Linked DNA regions of Zea mays: regions 1 and 3 are each linked to region 2. Evidence: chromatin contacts called from public Hi-C data. All regions are on one chromosome and are shown on one strand. The core of a region is the stretch at or near the end of the contact, and the rest is flanking DNA. Distances in the headings are between cores, read along the strand shown. Region 1 holds the start of LOC103626064 (zealexin A1 synthase-like). Region 2 holds the start of LOC542298 (60S ribosomal protein L10-3). Region 3 holds the start of LOC100216568.

What was found. Hi-C and Micro-C count contacts between places; a contact is called where the count stands out from the background.
Region 1: a Hi-C map of tassel shows a contact between it and region 2, with 1.7 times the contacts expected there. The contact joins the promoter of LOC103626064 here to the promoter of LOC542298 in region 2. A contact is called at or near these places in 4 of 25 Hi-C or Micro-C datasets (bundle sheath, ear, endosperm and 1 more).
Region 3: a Hi-C map of ear shows a contact between it and region 2, with 2.0 times the contacts expected there. The contact joins the promoter of LOC100216568 here to the promoter of LOC542298 in region 2. A contact is called at or near these places in 2 of 25 Hi-C or Micro-C datasets (bundle sheath and ear).

Annotation. Positions count from the first base shown.
Region 1 is chr5:20,063,966-20,066,665 of Zm-B73-REFERENCE-NAM-5.0, reverse strand. LOC103626064 (zealexin A1 synthase-like) reads left to right here and starts at 1,405. Exons shown (of 1, transcript XM_008646444.2): 1 at 1,405-2,700. The coding sequence starts at 1,967.
Region 2 is chr5:20,384,559-20,387,258 of Zm-B73-REFERENCE-NAM-5.0, reverse strand. It overlaps LOC542298 (60S ribosomal protein L10-3), which reads left to right and starts at 1,390. Exons shown (of 4, transcript NM_001111885.2): 1 at 1,390-1,467; 2 at 2,097-2,598. The coding sequence starts at 1,458. It also overlaps the pseudogene LOC100280510.
Region 3 is chr5:20,824,322-20,827,021 of Zm-B73-REFERENCE-NAM-5.0, reverse strand. It overlaps LOC100216568, which reads right to left and starts at 1,257. Exons shown (of 8, transcript NR_159537.1): 1 at 600-1,257; 2 at 348-488; 3 at 131-244.

The DNA.
Region 1 (2,700 bases), core at 156-2,655, 320 kb after region 2:
TAACTTATTTTTCACTGAATTTATTATGGCAATTGTGAAACCTGTTCTCATTTGGAACTTCACCAATTGGTCCAAATATGTAATGTTTAAATTCTGGACTCCAGACTTAGTACAAATTCAGAGTCTGAATTTGTGTGTTTTGGGTAACTTTGGAATTCTTTTGTGCTTGATATATGGAGTATTAGCCACAATCTCTGTATCAAAGTTGAAGAGCATATAACAATGAACAAGTTCCTTTAGAAGAGGTTGGCTTGATGCTACATAAACAGAGGAGTAATGGTTGCTTGAAGATGGGCTGTCAGGGTGTGTTCTTATCTGATTTTTGTTCAGACCAATGTAACTCTGACAGTAGAATGTGGTTCACTTTGGAGCCCTACTGTTACTGATCCATAGTGTTTTGGGCCAAAGTGTTTATACTAAATTGGTAGACCATAGAAAGGAGAGAAAGGTTGTTGTGGAGTGTGAGGCCTGGTACTATGCAAAATAGTAAGTAAAATGTTCTTAAACTAGCTCTGTCAGGCTGTAGTGAGTGGTGTCAGTTTCAACTAACTGAATTTTGGTTCAGTGTGATGTGCTCCACTTTTGGGCACCATAACTTTGAATATATGCATTTTTGGCCTGGGAATTCTATAGCAACGTGAAAGAGCTATGCTTGGTGAACCACTTTGATGTAGTGAGGTCGGTCTGTCCTTATGTAGAAATGGGAGAAAATGGGAGGTGAATTTGGTCCTGTAATCGAACTGAAGAAGTTCAGAGCAGTCCAAAACATCTGAAAATATCTCAGTCCACTAAATAATACATTATGGGTGACTTTTCAGTAAGAAACAATTAAAACAATCTATCCTAGGTGATATACATTATCCTGGGTGATATACGTGGCTTTCTCTGATAGAGAGTCTAAATACTAAAAATAACCTACAAAAAGACCAAACTAAATAATTCATTATGGGTTATTGCTATAGGTAAGACTGAACGAGAAGTGACGTTGATATTTAATATAAGCACTAATTTCACTGATCCTATTACTACTAGCTTACATGACTTTATATTTTACACATGGAGAAACTTCGAACAGAAAAAAACTTGAGTCCGCTTTCAGTTCCCCTTTCTCCAAGTTCACATAATGTTCTTGATTTTTTAGTCAATACTTTATTACCACCATTGTTATCTTTTTGGAAAACGAGAGATATAAGTAATGTCTAAACATACTTGCTTACAAAGTGCACATATGTTCAGTACATGCACTAAAATTACAATTATACACTCAAGAACCTTTTGGTTTCCACATAACAAGCCAAAATGCAGTACGTTTACGGCCTATTTCGCTTCAATCGTCTATTTATCTGCACCAAATGATGTGTTTCTTATTGAAAACAATTTTCAATTTAATTCTTCTGCAGGACTCAACATGCAGAAACTAGGATTTCTAAACTACAAAAGAGCAGATTGATGTTTTAGTTATGGGTACATCAACACACAGCTTCTTCAATAACTCAATGGCCATGCTAGAAAACTTGATTGACATTTGTAAGGTATTGTTACCATTAGATGCGGCTCTAAATACCATCAACTCCAAGGAAAAAGACCATTTCCCCTGTTTCAGGTGTAGCATTACCATCTTAATAGTGATATTTTATTGCATAGACATCATCATTTTCTTACATTGAACATTTGTTGACATTACAGTTTTCTTAGAGACCAAATGGGACGCACAACACTCACCCAACATTTTTGCCACCATTTTAATTAATAATTAATAGTGACATTGAGCCAAGTTTTGATTGTTCCAAATGGCAGACTTCAACATTTGTTATGATTGTTAAATTAATTCTTGATAGCATTACTAAACAAAACAATGATATATACATGTACAAAGTGTTCCCGTTGCAACGCACGGGTATATACCTAGTAGAAGATAAGAAGAGAACCTATATATAATGAACCGTATGAGCGTTTTATAGGAGGGATGCTAGTTGCTGGTCGCTGGAGTCGGTCTAAAGAAAGAATGGAGGGGACGTTGCTGCTGCTGCTGCTTGGCCTGCTCCTCGTGCTACCCCTGCTCCTCGTCAAACTCGTTGTCGTCAACAAGTACTTCCCGGCCGCCCCATGGCAGCCCGGGAAGCCGCCTCTGCGTCTGCCTCCGGGGCCACGGCAGCTGCCGGTGATCGGCAGCCTCCACCACCTCCTCGCGTCGCGCCACGGCGGCCTCCTTCACCGCGCCATGCGCGAGCTGTCCATCCAGCACGGCCCGGTGATGCTGCTCCGGCTGGGCGCCGTGCCCACGCTGGTGGTGTCCTCGGCCGAGGCGGCCAGGGAGGTGCTGAAGACCCACGACGCGGCGTTCGCCAGCCGGCACCAGACGCCGACGCTGGACGTGTTCAGCCTCGGCGGCCGCGACATCCTCTTCTCCCCCTACGGCGAGCTGTGGCGCCAGCTCCGGCGGATCTGCGTGCTGGAGCTCTTCTCGGCGCGCCGCGTGCAGTCGTTCCGCCGCATCCGTGAGGAGGAGGCCGCGGGGCTGCTCCGGTCCGTGGCCGACTCCTGCGCCGGCGGCAGCGCGGTGGTGGACATCGGCGAGCGGGCCTGCCGCGCCATGAACGACACCGTGGTGCGGTCGGCCGTCGGCGGGCGGTGCGCGCGGCGGGACGAGTTCCTGCGCGAGCTCCACAGGGCCGTGGTGCTCACCTCCGGCTTCAACCT
Region 2 (2,700 bases), core at 141-2,640:
TGTTCAAGGTCTTGTACTTCTCAATGTATTCCACTACAGAGATGCCAACCGGAAACTTATGTGGATAGGGGTTTACACCTGCGGCCTTGAGTGAATCAAGAGTCTTGAGCCTATTCTCGTAGTATTGCTGCAGCAGGAAACACATCCATCCAATAAGAGTAAGTATAAGGAACAGAATTCAAAACGCTAGGCAGGGAAAGCAAGATGCACATACAGTGGGATCCATGTCATCATCGTCAGCAGCAGATGCCTTCTGAGGCTTTCCACTAGCAGCAGCAGCCGCCGCCGCCTACAACAACAGATGGCACACATCAATTTTGAGCCTTGGCACTAACATAGTGAAAACTTAACTTCTAACACGAGCATTTGAGTAATCTTCTAGAGCTAACGAATCAAACAATACTTGGTGGAAGCAATGACATATTCTGACCAAATTTATCCAGGGTTCACTGATATAGCACATAACAGGAACTGCAATAAGTGGAAGAAACAACAGCATAAATTGATAAATGATCCTCGCCTTGTTCTTTTTCTCTTCCTCCTTGAGCCTCCGCTCCTCTTCCAGCTTCTTCCTCTTCTCCTCTCTCTTCTTCGCGCTGCACACATCAAACACGCAACAACCAACCCCGGAATCAGGAAACAGAAATGGCAAGGAAAACCAACGGGCTCAAGTGAGAGGAATGCTCGATTGTCCCTACTTCTTCGAGAGCTGCAGCTCCTCTCCGCCTTCACCCGCCGGCGGAGGATTCTGCCCGGCGCCGCCCGTTGAAAGCTCCGCGAGCTTCTCCACCAGACCAGACGCCGAGCCCGCGCCGTCCGCCATGTCACGCGCGGGACTCTCTAGGTTTCGTTGTGAGGGGGCGAGCGCGGTGAGTGTGGACTGTGGAGGCGCAGGTGTGATGGTAGTAGAGTGGTAGGGTTTTAGGGCAGCTCGTGGTGGCGCGGAGGAAAGGAAAACCGTCGTAGCCGCCAAGCCATCTGATCCCCACGGCCACGGCATCAACATGGGCTGACCTTTTTGGCCCGTGAGAACTAACAACCCTGTTTGAGTGTTTTGATGTGGACAACGTGGGCTCAGCCCAACACGGCCCTGCTACTGATTTTTTTCAGTGTCCAGCTCGAGTGGGCGAGTGGCGGGGAGAGGAGGCGGCGGCGGCAAGGGCGCGACGGGGGAGGATGATGTCGCTGCAGCCTGCAGGAGTTGTGTTCTCTGGCCTTGAGAGAAAGGAGTCGCCAATTTTAGTGGGCTCCTGTTGTGTTTTTCGGTCCATTCCTCCCAAGGCCCAGCATCTGCCAGTCGCATGCCGTGACGCACAAAACCCACGGCGGCACGGCTCCATTCCGCGTCCGCACTCTCTATATAAAGTGTCCCTCTCTTCCCTCCAAGCCCTAGACGCACCCCTTCCTCGTTTCGCCGCCTCCGCCGACACCGACTGCCTACCTCAGCTGCCGTCGCCATGGGCAGAAGTAAGTTCGCCTTTTTGATTAACCTCCTTCGTACGCTTCTACTGCGTTGATTGTTGCAGTCCATAGGGTACTTTCTTTTAGTCCGGCGCAAATTTCGACTAGATCCACACGAAATCGGGTATATGCTTTTGATGATCCCGGGGTTCTTACTGTCCACGGGCTTAATATTTGATGTTTGTTTGCTGAGTTGATGATTTGTGGAACTCGCAAAGTTGTTACGTATTATCGTATAAAGAAGAGAATGGCTGGGACCTGGGGGATTTGGTACCATATATTCACATTTCCTGTGTATAAAGTCAACACGCTCATAATTTAGAATCCGTGTAGACCTTTATCTGTCAAAAAAGGGGAGTATTAGTCATATTCCATGGCATTGTGAATAACGCATTTAGTATTAGTATTCGTTTGTATGCCATGAATCAACACTATAGGACCAATCTGTCTACACTTCATTTGCTCATTCTGCCTGCTTAATAAAAGCACTGTTGTATATTTTGTAGAAAATAATGCTCTGTTTTGCATCAATTCAATGATTTATATCTGTTTGCACTGAATAATTTTATCACTGCAGTGCATTGCTATTATGCTGTTGATAAAATTGAGCTTTATGTTTCTGAAACTTTGCTTAGGGCCTGCTAGATGCTATCGCCAGATCAAGAACAAGCCGTACCCTAAGTCCAGGTACTGCCGTGGTGTCCCTGACCCCAAGATCAGGATCTACGATGTCGGGATGAAGAGGAAGGGTGTTGATGAGTTCCCCTACTGTGTGCACCTTGTCTCTTGGGAGAAGGAGAATGTCTCCAGTGAGGCGCTCGAGGCTGCCCGCATTGCCTGCAACAAGTACATGACCAAGTCTGCAGGAAAGGATGCCTTCCACCTTAGGGTCCGGGTTCACCCGTTCCATGTCCTCCGTATCAACAAGATGCTTTCCTGTGCCGGGGCTGATAGGCTCCAGACTGGAATGAGGGGTGCCTTTGGCAAGCCTCAGGGCACCTGTGCTAGGGTGGACATTGGTCAGGTCCTCCTTTCCGTGCGATGCAAGGACAACAATGCTGCCCATGCCAGCGAAGCTCTGCGTCGCGCTAAGTTCAAGTTCCCTGGCCGCCAAAAGATCATTGAGAGCAGAAAGTGGTGAGTGCATAATAGTTCATTGCTGCTGTGGAATTAAACTGTCACAGTATAGTAACTTGCATAAGTTATTTTGTATTATTATTGTTTATAATGTGCACTATC
Region 3 (2,700 bases), core at 8-2,507, 440 kb before region 2:
CATTTGCTTCGTCAATTCATCAACTTAAGAATTTTCATAGCTTTTTGTGCGGTTGAAATACGTCACATAAGGGCAATTTTGACTTGAATGTACAAAAACAAGGCTGAGCAGATCATGTAGCAATGGTTACCTCGCATATATGGTAGTAGTAATGTGAAAGTGACCCATGAAGCGTGAACCCAACAAGGCCAGACCGGAACATCCTAGCACGGTCGAAATCAAATATCGGCTTGCCTTCGTAGCACTGCAAGCATAAGCAACAAAAAACAACGGCAGTCAGTAATCACACTAATGCTTGTCTTATTGAATAGTGGTAGAGTGGCTGTGGAATTGAAGTGTGAAGGCACCTGTGCAATCCAGTCACCAAGGGAGTAGACGACACCGCTGATCATCATCTTGGCTAGAACCGGGTTGGCTTTGAGGGCCTCCTCGTATGCGGACCAGTTGTGCTCCGGCATATAGCGCAGGATCTCGAAGATCGTCCACCCCTGTGTACCGAGAAAGAGAAACCAAATCAATACGCCCGCCAGTACATGGCTCCGAATCCAATCAGGGACTAATTAAATATGAAAGGGAATGAAGAAACATAGGGGACTCACATGCCAGTAGTCCTGGTCGACGGTGAGCAGCTTGGTGAGAGCGTAGGTGCTGGCCCCGAGCACGATGGCCGTGTTGATGCCCCGGTCCAGCATCTTGTTGCCGCCGCCACCGCCGGAGGCCCCGGAGCCCGCTCCGCCGCCGGTGAAGCCCCCGCCCACGTCGCCCTGGAAGGCGAGCCCTCCGATGTCGAGCTGGCTTCCGCCCAGCTGCTCGTCCGGCTGCTCCTCCAGCCTCCCGGGCACCACGGCCTCCCCCTCGGCCCCCGGGCCAGGCAGCACGTCCGCTTCATCCCCCGCAGCGGCGAACCGCAGGGCGCGCCGGAGCCGCTTGGTCGGCCTTGGGAGCCGGAGAAGAGACGGGCCGGCGGAGGGGAACAGCCGCCTGGAGGCGGGGGATGGGGTGGCCACAGTCGCCACGGCCGCCGCTGCCATCGCTGCGCGCTCCTCGGATCGCTACCCGACCACACGCGCACTGCACTGACGCTCGTCCCGCCTCTCTTACCTCGTGGCAGCGGCGCAGCGCGCACGCTTTTATCCACCACGCCGCGATCGCGCGCGGCTGCCTATGGATCTGGAGCGGGCGGGGCCTACAGCCTACTGTCGCTGGCCCTGTGGACGTGAGCCGCGCTTGCTCGCTCGCCTTGAGACTGAGGGAGGTTCCGTTCCACCGATCGGTTTGCCGTCTCGCGGAAGAGGATCGAGGTGGGGAGGGTGATTTTTTGTGGATGTGGTGGGAGGGTGAGATTTGAGCCGCTTGTCTCAGGCGGCTGTGGGCCAGTAAGCAAGATTCCACTGAACAAGGCGGCCGCTCGTGGTACTCATGCCAGCAACCCACAAAAAAATATTACTCAGACAATTATTGCAAAGGAAATAAAAATTATCTAAGTAATTACTTTAAATGCATCACGTAATTCAAATTTTACTAATAACAGTGTTTAGGGCTAGTTTAAGAACATCAATTTCCAAAAAAAAATTATTTTATTAAGAAAAACTAGTTCATTCTTATTGAGAAAACAGAGTTGTCAAACTAGATTGTAGCACAACTATCTATTGGATTATACTCCCACAAGTCTTAGAATGCCAAATGGCGAATGGGAAGTTTCACGTCACACTTTTGGCATCTTGTTGGGTAATCTCGGTAGCCTGATAAAAAAAATGACAAATTTAATATTATTATAGCAGCTTACCCATACACATATCTATGGGGCACGATTGCCGGCGAAGATCACGGTCGAGACGGTGTCTACTGTGACGATCATCACGTGGAATGTGCGGCGCGGGCAGGGGCAGGGGGCGTCGACAGTCAAAGGGTGGAGGCATGGTAGCGCATGTTGGGGCGGAAGGCTAGGCAAGGGGAACGATGTGCGCGCATGTGGTCTGCACTACGTGCTTAATATAGGTAGTAGAGATATTAAGTATTGTATACTTCAAAAAAAAATAAATATTCTAATATTGTATGATGTAGTTAAGAACTCTCTTTTTAGGCTATATTTTGTGTGATATGAGGTCATGATGCTACTATTTAATTTAAATGATGATGCTGAACTTATGGTAAAATTGTATTGGTTCGATGAATTTAACATGTTGAATACAATGATAATACACTATTTTAGTACTTGATGAGATATGGTGTTTCGATATTTTGTATTTAGAACTTACTTTTGTGATTAAAATGTTCATATAAAATGTTGGTGGTATAGGGATACCTGCTACCTATAGTGGGTTATGAGTATGAAGCAATTTAATATCCATAATAGGTACAAATAGACATATATTTTTTTCTCTAGTAAGCATGAGTACTCGTAACTTTGTCCTTAGCGAGAGAAATCCTCTCGCCGACTCGTGAGGTCGGAAGAAAGAAAATATGGTTTCACCTGTCCCAAACGCACTCGCTTCCGTAGGAACGGCATACTCTAGAAATTTCTACAGAGATCCTTCAATCCAAACCACGGGCGTCAACCACGATGCGGACTGCGGAGAAGGCGCGGCGAGTTCAGATCCGGAACACCCTTGCGTGTCAAAAACCATCTCCGCACACGACAGACTAGTACTAGGTATACAGTACTAGAAACAAACAGAACCCGTCGAACCGTGAAGGCTA